Regions from separate parts of the Ovis aries genome. Here region 1 is linked to region 2. A link is a contact called in public Hi-C data. All regions are on one chromosome and are shown on one strand. Each heading gives the region's core, a stretch centred on a gene start, on an enhancer-like site or on the middle of the called end of the contact. The rest is flanking DNA. Distances are from core to core; before and after follow the strand shown. Region 1 has its middle 41 kb from the start of HNRNPA3. Region 2 holds the start of NFE2L2 (NFE2 like bZIP transcription factor 2).

Region 1 (4,242 bases), core at 589-3,088, 88 kb before region 2:
ATTTTCTTTTACAAATCCTTTTCAGGTACTGATTTGAAGTGAAAGTCGCTCAGTTGTGTCCAATTCTTTACAACCCCATGGGCTATACAGTCCATGGAATTCACCAGGTGAGAATACTGGAGTAGGTAGCTATTCCCTTCTCTAGGCAATCTTTCCAACTCAGGAATCAAACCCAGGTCTCCCACACTGCAGACGGATTCTTTACCCCGAGTCACCAGGGAAGCCCACTGATTTGAAACTCGTATTCAATTATATAAACTCAACTTCCATCTCAAGAAAAAGATAAAAGAGACACAAAGGAGACCAGAACAACTAAAGATTTTAAGATTTTTAACCAGGGTCTTATTATTCACTAAAAGTTATAAGATGTTTAAAATCAAACAGAACACATCTACACTTTAACTTGACTAATAAGGTTAGGTAATTTTTAATATGAAATATGCAGCTTTTAGCAAAAGTATAAGCTTAAAATAGTAGCTTATGTAAATTTCCCAGAGCAAAACCATGACCAGCTATTTCACCATCTATCTCACATAGAGAAGATTTTAAGTATATCTCCCCAAAAGCACAGTAACATAAATTAGACTCCCAGGTAAGAGTGACAATTCTTCCTGCCTGAAACTTTCTCTAAATTATATCTGCCTTCCAAAAATATTACAAAAAATTGCAGATCAGATTATTATTATCTATAACTGATAGATACAGACATACAAATGACATTTAAAAAGGAAAGTTCTTCAAAAGCTTCAACTTGTTTTCATAGTAAATTTCACTTTGAATATTAGTACTAGTAATTGATTTTAGCAATCATAGAGTTATAAACAGTTTCTGCTATTTAATGAAAGAAATGTCTCAGCTTTAGACTTTATTTATTAGCATTTAAAGTCCCTCCATAACCCTAGTAAGATCAGTTATGGCCTAATTAAATGAGAAAAATGGCCTGCCAAAGATTCTTTGTTCTTAAAATAAATACTGCATGTTTTCAGTTTTCCTGCAAATCATCAGAACCTATTTCAACTGAAGAGCACACTGGGCTTCAAGACTAAATTTACTTCATGCAATCCAAATAAAGTGTCTTTTGCCTGGAATTTTTACATTTTTTCATGGTGTACCAGCTACAAGTATCATCTTAAGAGGTTTCTGCTTTATTAACCATTTGAGAGTTTTTCATCTTTGAGTTGTACCAGTATGAAGGTAGCAGAGCCTATTCACAGTAGAAATATTCGCTGCTTAAAAATGAACACAAATTTAGGCCTACAACGTGTCTGTTATCAGTGCTGTGTTTGTGGTGAAACTCCATAGTTAGTACGTGTTCTAATTATATACTCATTGGAGAAGGAAATGGCAGCCCACTCCACTGTTCCTGCCTGGAGAATCCCAGGGACGGGGGAGCCTGGTGGGCTGCCATCTATGGGGTCGCACAGAATCGGACACGACTGAAGCGACTTAGCAGCAGCATATACATATAAATGAAAAACAAAAGGCTAAACATCCAGTGGCAAAAGATTGAGCTGCTGCACCAACCTGGCAAGAGTACTTCAAATGAATGATCGCTTCTCAAACCCTTTGGAATAACGATTGCATTCATCTGGCTTTTCCTCTCTGAGCCCCTGCTCACCACTTTCCTCTCCTTTCAGCTGTAATCTGGTCTGCCCTACTCTGGCCACACTGCAATGATCCCCTGTTGTACTGACGGACGGCGGGGGGCGGGTGGGTGTCGGGACGGACCGCTGGGGAATGCGGAAGAATGATGGTTAAGGTGAGACAACAAGATGACAGCCGCTTCTCCAATTTGGGAGCGAACCACGCGTCTTCCCTATTCTACCACTAGCTGGCGCCAGAGCTCTAAAGATATATAGATGCATTGCGTCATAGCTTGCTAATTAACAAAGACGTTTTCAAACTGACCAGAGCTTTCCCAGGAAAATAGGAAATGATTTTAACTGTGAAAAGCAGTAACATAGGAGCTGCGATTCCGATTAAAATAACCCAATTTTATGCCTCCAAGCTATTGTCTTCAAAAAAAGAGAGATGCCTCATTAAACAATTGGTGGGTTGCTTTTTTTTTTTTCCCCCCTTATCCAAACAATAAACAGAGGGGAAGTCTTTTCCTTTACAAACTATTCACTATACACATAAAACTGTAAAATTTTCCGGTTATATAATGCTCTGTTAATCTAAATAAAGTGGCTTTTTTTTTTTTTACTATGCCTTTAGTCTAAGAGAGAAATGTCTGATACATCAGGGTCACACACAGAAAGGGACTTTACAGCTTTAGCTCCTAATTAACTCCTACATCTTCCTCTCTTGTAACTAGCTTCAAATTTCCACTTCCTGGCTCCAAGAGACCAGCTTTCAGTTACCTCATCCTGTGCTTCCAGACACTTCCATGGCTGCAGATCTGTCAGGAGGAACTGATCAGCCATCTAAACACACAATTGCTCATTTTAGGAAAACCAGCCCCTGGACAAAAGAACAGGAAACAGTATATTTGTTTGGTTCAGGACAGAAACTATAGATATGCAAATAAGATACGCTGAGATGTAGCTCTGGGTGGGACAAGTACTTGGAAAATTCAAAATATACGCTGCCTTGGAAAATATTTTTTCATTTGGAATGTTTCATATTCATATATATTCATTTTTGCAATTAGAAAAATGACAGACACAACTTATTTTGGCAAGAGAAGTTGAATTCAGACAAAACTACAGTGAAATGATGCAATTTCAAAAAGATACATAGTTTGACTTGTAAACATTTTGAAAGTGAAAGTGAAGTTGCTCAGTCGTGTCCGACTCTTTGTGACCCCGTGGACTGTAGCCCACCAGGCTCCTCTGTCCATGGGATTCTCCAGGCAAGAATACCTGAGTGGGTTAGGTAATATTCATTCAGGGCTTCCCTGATAGCTCAGATGGTAAAGAATCTGCCTACAGTGCAGGAGACCTGGGTTTGATTCCTGGGTCAGGAAGATCCTCTAAAGAAGGGAATGGCAACCCACCCCAGTATTCTTGCCTGGAGAATTCCATGGACAGAGAAGCCTGGCAGGCTACAGTCCATTGGGTAGCAAAGAATTGGACATGAATGAGCAACTATCAATCACTCACTCTGTACTTTTAAGCGAGTCCTTCCCCAAATCAAACATATACCTGTGGCACCTCACAGGGCCACAGACATAAATCCTTTCCTGAGCCGAGTTTTCCCTTAAGATAGCAGTGAATCATCGACCTTTAGTCTCCCAATAAGGTTCCAGAAATGAAACAGGACAGAATGTGGTCTCTAACACCAACCAATATTTGTGCTAATGATGTTTTGGTTTTCCAGTTGAAATCTTCATGAATGTTTTTCAAAGGACACCTGGCTGACTTTGATGCAGAAGGGAACATTCAGAAGGTGAAAATAAACTTTGAGGGACATGTCAGAAATTCTGTATAGCATGGGACTTCTGTTTTGATTCAGTGGCAAAGACTCCAACTTCCCAATGCCAGAAGCTGGGATTTGATCCCTGGTCAGGGAACTAGATCCCACATGCCACAGCTAAAACCTGGCACAGCCAAATAAATAAATAAATATTTTCTTTTAATTCTGTATAGCAAACACAATGGAAGAAGTGTGTGTACAGTGTAATGGAGGATCAGATTTAATCCTTTATCACTAGTATCACTTTGCTGGGCCCATCCAAGAGGCATAATGACAAGGAAACTTAGTAACCATAATTTGAAATGCCCTGATCTTCATGCTAACTACAGTTATCTTTTGTTACTTACTGGCTTTAACCTATAGATGGACTGCGTTGGTTGCTACTGAAACCAGAAGGTTCCTCGCAAAAGCCTAGTGCAGGCCTGAGTTCGATGCACAGTTTAATTCATATTCCACTCAACATAACAATTTTATTTCCAGTGGAAATTGCTCATTTAATTGCACTGTAAGTTTTATGGGGTATGCCCCAGGCTGTGTTCTTTATGCTAGGCATTTCAGTATTTATGGGTAGAGCTATACCCAAAACTTCAAACATAAAGTAAAACCAGCAAAATATGCTTTCCTCTGGTTCCATAAATACTTTTCACCAGTTCCATTATTTTTTCCAATGAAATTAAATGAGTGTGTTAAACCCATAACTATACCTAGACTATTGCTTGGTATCTCTAGAGCTGGTTTTTGTCCTTCATATTCAAAATTGATACAGCTCTGCTTTCCTGCTAAAGAATAAGACTGAGAAAGAGCATGTATAGTCCATTCTGTGTA
Region 2 (3,882 bases), core at 789-3,288:
AAACTTCAGTAATATACCCCTCTAGGCTACATTCCTGAATCTGGGAAAACTAGAGTCCATTAGCATCATATATCCTTTGGTCATATAGATTATTAAAGAAATGGCTATAGGGACTGAACAGCAGCTGAATCGGAAAGCACAATTTATTTCTTCATATCGTGGGGAGGAAGGAACACAGTCTTAATCACTACTGGGGGAAAGTTCAAGACAACAGCTTCCAAGGGAAAAAAAAGGCACAATCACTACATTGTCAATATATCAAAACCTTACTTCAGGATTAGTCTAAAGCTTGATGTTTAAGAGCTTAAATATATTTACCGTTCCTATTAGGTTACACATTTCCTTGAACTAAATATTTTTCCAAAAAACGCATTCACACGCACAAATTGGAAATAAAACTATCTACTCCTTTAAAAAGTCCCTACAAAATATACACAGAAACTTGTTCCCACATTTGCGACATTTACAGAACTTGTTAGCGAAGTTTTATGAGACACAGCTGTCCCACCCTCTGCCCTCTCAAAAGCAACATACTAGGAAAGCAATTGAGGCAAATTCTCAAACAGAAAAGGAAAACTACATAAAGCACCCAAAAGAGAAACAATGTATGAAAGCGCAACATTTAGTAACAGCCTAAAAACAACAGAAATGCTAATCTACACTCGAAATTCTTACCCTTGACAGCAGAGAACAGAATATCCTGCCTTACACATTTTGGAATTGCAATTCCGAAACGCTAAATCCAAAGACAAAGCCGCCCTAGGGAAAATAACAATTGCGCAACAGATCAACAGCTCCAACTTGTCCCTTGGCCCCGGCGCGGCAAGGTTTGCACGCTACAAAGCAGGAAAGGGCCCACTGAGGGCCGCCGTGACAGCCAACCGGCCACTGTCACGGCGCCGGGACGACGCTCGCGGCGTGCGCCACCGGGAAGCACAGCGCCGGGATCGAGAAGCCCCGGGGAGCTGGGGTGGGGTGGGGGGCGAAGGCCCGTCGGACTTCAGAGTCCACCGCCCCACCCGCCCTTGCCGGCGTATTGCTAGGGGCCGACTCAGAGTTCTAAGAGCCCGAACCCTTCCCTCGGGGCGAGGCGGCGCGCAGGGCAGGGTTCGATCGCCGTACGTCGGGGAAACCGAGTGCGCTGGGCGCTTGGTGACCTCCTCCTGCCCCCACCCTGGGAGCTGGGCATTTTCGCCAAGCGGCCTCAGGGCGATCGCAAGGCTGGAGTGATTGATCACTCTGCCTAAGAGAACCCTCAGCAGGGTAAGAGCGCCGCGGCTCGCGCCCGCGGAGGTCTTGAGCAGAGGAGCAGCGGCAGAGGAGGGGTTCCGGGTCCCAGCCCGGAGACCTCAGTTCCCCCGAGAGTGGCCCCGTGACTAGGCACATTTTTGCCGGCTCCGAGGCGGGGGAGCCGCGCAGCCCCGGAAGGGCCGGGCCGCGCCGGCTCAGACCGCCAGTGTCCGCCCTCTCCTACCCGGTTGCCTCCCGGCCGCTCAAACTCGGAGAGGGGGCCGGCCGCGGCTCCAGCATCTCGGCTCCGGCGACCGGGGACGCGGTTAGAGACGCACTTCGCCCCCACGCGCGCTGGCGTAGCCCCCCAACCCCAACCCTACCGCCCTCGGGGGCTGCGGGCGCGTTGTCAGTCACACCATTCCCCGCGCCCCCATACCCCTCGCAGCCCTTGGGGTCGCCACTCCCCTCCCCCGGCCCCAGCTCAAGCGCGGCGGCTCTGGTGTGTGCGCGGCAGCTGCAGTCCGCTCCGGCCACAGACGGGGAAAGAGGCCGATGCGGCTGTCCCTCCCGGGCCGCGGCTCCCTCGCGCCCCTGCTCCCGTCCTGGCACCACCTGCTGGGACGGCAGTCCCGGCGGGGGCAGCTCCAAGTCCATCATGCTGAGCTGGGGACGGTGCTTTGAGGCTCCCCGACGGCGGCCCTGTTCCGGCTGCCGAGGCTTGGAGCGGACACGGCGGTACTGGTGGCGGCGGCGGCTCCTGGGGGATCCTAGGAACTCGCTTCTCCCTGACTTGGCCGGAGTCGCCGATCGGGCTCTTGTCCCGCTCCGCCTCCCGCCCCGCGAGGGCGGGGCGAGAGCCCAAGGCCCTTCCTTCCCCAGCCAGCCGCCCGGGCCGACCTTCCGAAAATCCCCCACCCTCGCCGGGCTGACGCAAGAAGCTGGCCGTCCTGGGGCGGGAAAGAGTTGCGGGCGGGGGTCTCAGGGGCGGCTGCGGGCAGGCAGAGTGCCGGAGGAAGGCCCCCGAAGCTCGCCTGCCTCCGCTGTCAGTTTGCCCTTCTAGCGAATACGGCCATCGCTCCCCGCCCGTGGGATTGAGTTGTTTGCCGAAGGTCGCTGGGGTTCGGGTGCTTTGAAACAGTTTAAACAGTTGAAACAAACATGCTTGGAGACTCGGCAAAGGCGATGGTATCGGAGCTGCGCCTCCCTGCTTTGGATTTGCAGAACCTTGCCCGGCTTTCTCTCTCCCCACCGCCCGAGAGTGGCGCCAGCCCGGGGGGTGGGGGCCGGAAGCCGGGACCTGGGCCCAGCTCACGGCGAGCTGCCCTCTCGCTCCGGCTCAGCCAGTGAGACTGGCCCGGGGGAAGAGTGGACCGCGCGGGGAGCTCGTGCTCGGTCACCCTGATCGCCCTCCACTTACTCCCACGCCTTGCACTCTGGCCAGGCTTCAGTCCCCGAGGGCGAATGGAGAAGTCTCTTTGGATCGGAGAGTGGTCGAGCTTGCCCATCCGGAGCATTCTCTTCCCACCAGAGTGCACACGCCACACCATAGATGGCGATTTTTAACCCTGTTCGATATTACAAACGTGTCATAACCTCTAGAAGTTTTCACGTACTCAAGATACGATTTTAAAAACAAAAACGCAAAAAACAAGTTATAAAACTGTGTAGTATGGACCCGTTCTGTGAAAGCATGTACCTAGAAAAAAAAAAGTTCTTCAAAATATTACTAGTAATATTAATAGTTGCAGGACCTTGAATGATTTTTATCTCTTTGTTACTTTAAGTATGTTTTAAATCTACGATAAATGTGTATTATTCACTGCACCTTAAAAACAATTATTTAAAAAGTAGTCAGTGCCCAGAGCAAACTTCAAGTACTTGAAAACAGGAATATTGTGAAATCTTATGATTTAAAAAAGAATAGAGAAATGGTTTAGTTTTGTTTTCTCTTATGCAACAGCACTCTTTCTAGCTCTTTAACAAGCCTGATTTTCAGTTTATCACTTCTTCGAATTATGCAAAACCAGGTGGAGTAGACAGTGTCTGGCACTGGTTTTACTATTTCATTCAAAAACCTGACGCCAAAAAAAGAAAAAGAAAACCATAAAAGCCTGACTACAGCAGACCAACGCCCCCAAAGCTGCAAAGAACTTACTTTCTCTTGGTTGCGTAATTTGACCCTCCCAGGACTTACCTGTTGATTTATATGTTGGAATATTTCTTAAGGTAAGTGAAGCCTAAATTAATTGCCTGTAATTGAAGTAAGTTTCTTCAATTTGAATTAAACTTTCAGCTGTTAAGTGAGAAGGCTGCAAAATGATCTGCACACTAACAACAAGCTCAGGAGAAGTGATTTACAGTGAACCTGACATGGAATATGCAGAGACATTATGAAATGACATTTCTGTGTCAAAGAATGGCACCAGAGTATATTGCTAACAATTCAAGTTACTTATTAAAATTAGTACATGGAGAAGGTAGACAGAGAGCACAGGAGGCAGGCAATAACAAAGTCATATACGACATGATGGCTGCCCTCCAGCGGCTTATAAAATTTGGTATTTCCTTGTTGGGCAACAAATTTCCGTTGAGTTTAGACTGAATAAAATAAACTTTACTTTTGCAAAACTGCAATTACTGGGAGTATAT

What was found. Hi-C and Micro-C count contacts between places; a contact is called where the count stands out from the background.
Region 1: a contact with region 2 is called in a Hi-C map of hypothalamus, with 4 times the contacts expected there. The contact joins the enhancer-like site here to the promoter of NFE2L2 in region 2. A contact is called at or near these places in 2 of 16 Hi-C or Micro-C datasets (hypothalamus and tail adipose tissue).

The regions. Positions count from the first base shown.
Region 1 is chr2:132,938,422-132,942,663 of ARS-UI_Ramb_v3.0, reverse strand. No RefSeq gene overlaps it. Among named protein-coding and RNA genes, the nearest start is that of HNRNPA3, 41 kb to the right of the region's middle. Within about 2 kb of position 1,838, at least 17 of the 54 cell types and tissues checked have an H3K27ac peak or open chromatin away from gene starts, as enhancers often do. A contact at or near this core is called in hypothalamus, where this site is marked.
Region 2 is chr2:132,851,392-132,855,273 of ARS-UI_Ramb_v3.0, reverse strand. It overlaps NFE2L2 (NFE2 like bZIP transcription factor 2), which reads right to left and starts at 2,038. Exons shown (of 5, transcript XM_015093345.4): 1 at 1,846-2,038. The coding sequence starts at 1,890. It overlaps LOC132659203 (a long non-coding RNA gene), which reads right to left and starts at 1,360. Exons shown (of 3, transcript XR_009599321.1): 1 at 1,123-1,360. It also overlaps the pseudogene LOC132659200.